Linked DNA regions of Mus musculus: region 2 is linked to region 1. A link is a contact called in public Hi-C data. All regions are on one chromosome and are shown on one strand. The core of a region is the stretch at or near the end of the contact, and the rest is flanking DNA. Distances in the headings are between cores, read along the strand shown.

Region 1 (2,820 bases), core at 192-2,691:
CAGCTTTCACTGGACACCCAGTCAGCTTTCACGGGACCAACTGTTCTTTTCTTAGGTTGACCCTATCCAATCCGGACTTTCTGTGCTCAGGCTGACTTAAACTCATAAATTAAACTCAAAGTAGAGAAAGCCTGAGCCTGTGGTCAGGATGAAAACCCACTTCCATTCTGTCTCTCTGTAGGAAAGACAGTCGCCTGCCTCAGTTTCCCCCTCCTCAATAAGAATTTTCACACTGAAAGTTGCCCCAGGCCTGCACTGGAGTTCTTGCCTGCCTTCTGGCAAGAGTTTGCACTCTCGTGGGTATTTCTATGCTGTAGTCCTGGAGACACAGAGAAGTGACCTCCTCAAAGTCCAGAGACTGATGGACCTCGGGAGTGGAGTGCCACCAGAGACTGATGATGATGTGGAACCAGAAAGACCCTAGAACCCTGGGAGTCCAGAGATAGTGGAAGTAGGGCCTGGCCCTGCCACCCTCTTCCTCTCCACCCTCACTACCTTCTTTGGGCGCATTGACGTCCCAGACGCTCCACATCTGCACGAAGAAGAAAGGCGTCCAGCACACGATGAAGGCCAGAACAATGATGAAGGTCATCTTCACTGTGCGGATTTTGGCCTTGGAGATAAGCTTGACACTACTGACCCGTGCCAACGCCGCACGGCCAGCTCCACCGGCTGCGTCACTCCCCTCGGCAGCTGCCGCCGCGGCTGCCGTCTTGAGTCGCAGATTCTGCCAGATCTTGAAGCTGATGAGACCATAGCAGGCGGCCAGCACGATGACCGGTACAATGTAGACGGCGAGCGTGATCCACGTGACGTAGGCCTTGGGTCCCCAGGGCTGGATGAAGACCGCCCAGCAATCGAAGACGCCGTCCGCCACTTCGCGCAGCGAGAAAATGTGCACCTGCGGCACGCTGGCCACCAGGCAGCCGAGCCACGTCGCCAGCACCGCCAGGCGGTCGGTTCGGCGGCGCAGTGAGCGCAGCGGCTGGCAGATGGCCAGGCAGCGGTCGAGCGACATCAGCAACAGCAGGTAGGTGGAGGCGAACATGCCCACCACCTGCAAGTATTTGACCAGACGACACAGCAGGTCGGGCCCGTAGAAGCGGAAGGTGATGTCCCACAGCAGCTGCGGGAGAACCTGGAACACGGCCACCACCAGGTCGGCGATGCTCAGGTGCTTCATGAAAAAGAAGAGGCGCGAGTGCTTGTGGCGCGTCGTACGCAGCGCCAGCAGCACGCACGCGTTGCCACTCAGAGCCAGGAACAGTATGAGACACAGGACCGCCACCTCCACGCGCGCCAGGGCCTCGTTGCGTCGTGGCGGCCCGGCCGTGAGGTTACCCTCCGCCCCTGGTGGCACTCCACTCCCGAGGTCCAACTCGATACTCCAGTTGGCTGCGGGCGTGCCCTCCATGACCAACCGCGACCGCGACCGCGACCCTGAGGGAGCACCCGGCCTTGAGGCTCTTTAAAGTGTGGCACGTGGGGCGGGGCCCGGCGCTCAGTCCAGGTGTCTATGGGAGCACTCTGGCACTGACCTGCCTGTCCTCTCCCTGAAACAAACCAGGAGAACCGTGACAAGACCGTTGCGCTTCACTTAGGACCCGCGAGTGGGGCGTGTGTGTCCCCTCCCTGGGAATTTGAAGTTACCTGAGTCTCAGTGCACCAGCCCAGCCTTGGAGCTGCGCAGTGGTGGTGACTTCTCGGTGGTGACCGTAGGAATCCTAGTTTGAGGTACCTCCTTTGAGCTTCTGCAGATGCCCCTGCGCTTAGGTCCCAGGAAAGAGTCAGCCGCTCTGCCTGCAGAGAGGAAGCTTGCGATTAACCACTCTGCCCAAGAACAAGGACACACACCCCCAGCAGCCTCTCCCCACAGAGAACCCCCAAACCTACACCTCTCCTGTCAGGACACAGCACAGCCACGCCCTAAGGGATCCCCGAAGCCAGCCCCCGTAGTAAAAAGCTTTACTACGGGTACATCTTCCTGGGGTCCCCCCAAAAGCCCATCCTTCTTCACCTCCTGCTTCCAAGACTCAGCCCCAGCTCCCACAACTTCCCAACGCCGCTTGCTTCCGGAGGGACTCCCGCCTGCGAGCATAGTGCCCCCTCCTTACCTCCCACCCACCCCCACCCCCACCCCCACCCCCGCGCAACGCAAGGCTGCTATGCCAAAGACCCCAGAGGACGCCTTTCACAGAATCCCCAGCCCAGGAGCCCCGACAGTCAGGGGCTTTGCACCTTCGTCCAAGCTGTCACTTTTCAGTCTCTCTCGGTACACCCTGAGCACCTCCCGGAACCAGAGACGTGAAACGCGCCAGATCCTTCCCTCCGAACCTGAGGGTCCTACAGGTAGGTCCTAGGCATCCTGTCGCCACAGTGCGCAGGACCCAGCCACTTGAAGCGAGACTGCAGGTTAGCCCAAAGTTGCCTTGCCACCGGGGAAGTTGCACCACAGTGGATGGCCTCAGAGATGCATGGATTCTCCGCCCAGATTGGGAAAGCTGCTGGCGCCACCCTCCGTGCCACCAGGGGTAGAGATCTCGGCGTCTTTGCAAACTCCTACCTAGCCTGCGGCTTTGCTGGTGGCTGGATGCCTTAGGAAGGCAAGGGGAGAGCGCCAGCCAGGCTGTGAGCTGACCGAGTCAGCGCGCGGCGCTGTCTGAAGCTTTTCCACAACGGGAACCCTGAGCTGCGGCACCACATATGTCCGCTAGGGGGCAGAGCAAACCGGCCGCGGCGATCCCAGTGATCCGGGTCAGCTAACCCGGTAGTCGCTCAGATTTATTTCATAGTAGCTTAAAATTCCCAAACAACCCACCT
Region 2 (2,820 bases), core at 156-2,655, 64 kb after region 1:
AAACACAAAAACAAAATAAAACCCATAAAAATACAAAATTGAAGCCATAATATATAAGCAAAAGACTACTAAGACAGACAAACAGACAAACAAACAAAAGCAAACAAAAGCAAACAAAGCAACGGGACAGAAAAGTTCTACTGCTGCTGGCCCTTAAGTGTGGTTTATACACTCAATGAGACTCCATTGGAGAAAACTGATTTTTCCCTTTCAATTGGATGTCAATTAAAGATAGCTCCTGGGTTAAGGGTGGTGGCTCACATCTGGCTCTGGAGTAGGAAGGGTTTGGAAACACATAACACAGCAGGCAGTTCTCACACTTCTGATAGGAGTGAGCAATGACATTCTGGAATGGCGCCCAGGCCAGGCTGCCATGGTACTAGGGGCACAGTGACTTGCCAACCATCTGGACGGTGACTAGACGCCCAAAAGAAAAGATAGCCCAGAGCTGGAACCCAGTGAGGCAGGCAGGAGGACTGCACAGCTGGGCAGAGAAGTGCACATCTGACAATGGGCATCCGGGGAGCAGCCATTAGTCTTGCCTGAACTCAGCTCACATTCCCATGGGAGGTGTCAGTCATTTCCTGAAGCCACAGGTGGGCAGACAGTACGTAGGCTCACCTCACAGATAGAAACCAGAGCTCAAAGGCCCAAAGAGGGGACAGGAAGGTGGGACTGTGCTAGCATAGGTCTGAAGGGTCCTGATAATCAAATCCATGTCTCTGATTCTTGAGGAAATAGTGACTAACAGTGTTGCGTTTGCCATGACAGATCATATTTCTGTAGATTTATTTGTTTGTTTGAACTAAACTGTCCTTTCTGTAGTCGTAGGACAAAACTGTGGAGGAGGCCCTGAAGCCCCATATCCTCAGACTCCCTTCCATTCCTCTTGTCTAACCTCCCTTTCTTCCCACACTCAATTATAACCAGTCCTCGGGGCTTCCCAGATGGCCAGTCTCTGCCCCCTCGATAGCTTCCATCTTTAAGTATTTTAGGAGGTGTTTATGTCCTCTCTAGTTATTACCCCCACCCCCACCCCACATACTCAACTATAAGCTGCATAAAAGCAGCTTTACATAGGGGCATAGCCCCAGTGCCTATAAACAGAGCCTCACACATCATAGGTTCTTAATATATGTTTAAAGAACCAGGCAAGTCACTTACACAGAAGTTATGGAGGCTGCCCATGTTCCTCCCTGCAGTGTAACAGAGCTGTAAAAGAAGAGGGCCCTTTTGGAAAACAGAAATGTGCTGCGAAGAGGAAGAGAAGATTTGCTGAGCCCTTATTCCAGGGCCAAGCACCAAGCTAGGTAATTAACATATATTATCCATGACAATGGCTGTGCCGGTAGCTGCCCTGCGACAAGTTAATAATTAATCCAAAGCAATTGGTCTCTAGTAAAGGAATGGGAGATATAAAAAAGGAGTTTGAGTCTGAGATGGACTTTTCTGAGTACCTATCTTAGCACTCTGTAGCTTTATAGCCTTTAGCCACTTACACAATCAAAACTTAACCCTTGCCTACTTGTAGGAGGGATTGCTTTAGACATCACAACTGCTCAGTTATGACTAGGGAGGCTGCCACTGCCCAGGTGGGAGGTCTCCAAGTCAATGGGACTTTTATGTACCTTCCCCTACAGATATAAGTATGGATGGAAGATCCTTTGTGAAGACATGGCCAGGTGAAGTTGTTGATGCCTTTCATCTAGAAAAAAAACGACGCTGAGGAATTTTTAAGGACCAAAAGTAGCCATGGATATGTCTAATGATACCTGGGGAATAATTCTAGGTGTGATTTTTGGTCACCTATATTTGACTTAAGTCAGATTCATAAACAACTCATGTGGCTTCCAGTGAAGCTATTACATGACAACGTTGCTGGTCTTCTCTAAGATCCAGCTGTGATGCAAGATCATTTCCACTGCCAAACGGCCTCTGGCCCTGAGATCACCGGGCAGAAGAATGGAGTTGAGAAAGCAACCTAGAGACAAATAAGGCCATACAAAGGAGTTGTTCTGAGAGAAGGCCCAAGAGCTGATGAAAAGAGACAGACCAGGCAGTCACTTGCAGAATCAAAACTTAGACCTGATGACGTATTCCCATCTTACACAGGAAGACCTCTCAACATGAGCCCAACTAGGTTTCAGTATCTCTATGGCCAGAGCTATCTGTGTCCAATTCTCCTTCCGGTTCTCTCAGCAACTGTGGTGCATCCCATTTATCCTTCTTCTTTCACATCAATGTACTTCCAGGATGTGTCAATTGGGTGGCTTCCCTTCTTGGTCTTTCCCTTTAATGGCTGCATCAGTTCCCAAAAGGCTCCACTGATCATGTAACCACTGTGGGAATACGATTTCACAGATGAAGAGCCACATTAGAAAGGTCTTGTTGGAACATGAAAACAATCATAGGCCCTTAGATCTCAAGCCCAGGGCATATTTGATGTAAATTGGTGGTAAGAAACTAGGATGAGAATAAGCATATGTACATATGAGAGGGATGTGAATAATGTGAACCAGAGGGTTTGCTTAAATAAACTGAAAGAAAAAATGGTTCCAGTCTTCCATTCCTCCTTCTGTCTAGACCAACTCTAAAGGTACATTGCAACATCTCCCATGGACAGCTGGAGTCTATCTCTCCATCCTCGACACTTGGTGGGCCTTGTGACACAGTATGACCATTGCATGCTCTCTCTTGCTGTCTCTGTCTGGATCCTAACATCAGTGTATGACTTTCCATTTTTGCTGCTCTAACAAAATGTATAAGGAACAAACACACTTCTCACAGTTGTAGCAGCTGGAAGTTCAAGCTGAAGGTTCA

What was found. A called contact is a pair of places that touch in the nucleus more often than the background predicts.
Region 2: a Hi-C map of uterus shows a contact between it and region 1, with 4 times the contacts expected there. The contact joins the enhancer-like site here to the promoter of Oxtr in region 1. A contact is called at or near these places in 3 of 39 promoter capture datasets (liver and macrophages), 1 of 15 datasets of contacts at CTCF or cohesin (liver), 22 of 484 Hi-C or Micro-C datasets (ECoMG myeloid progenitors, the G1E-ER4 cell line, bone marrow-derived macrophages and 8 more), 3 of 115 datasets of contacts at active chromatin or transcription factors (embryonic stem cells and liver) and 2 of 9 other capture datasets (adipose tissue and pancreatic islet).

What each region holds. Positions count from the first base shown.
Region 1 is chr6:112,488,384-112,491,203 of GRCm38.p6, forward strand. Oxtr (oxytocin receptor) reads right to left here and starts at 1,442. Exons shown (of 2, transcript NM_001081147.2): 1 at 496-1,442. The coding sequence starts at 1,414.
Region 2 is chr6:112,552,361-112,555,180 of GRCm38.p6, forward strand. No RefSeq gene overlaps it. Among named protein-coding and RNA genes, the nearest start is that of Gm35706, 7.5 kb to the left of the region's middle. Within about 2 kb of position 1,406, at least 18 of the 459 cell types and tissues checked have an H3K27ac peak or open chromatin away from gene starts, as enhancers often do. A contact at or near this core is called in adipose tissue, brown adipocytes and uterus, where this site is marked.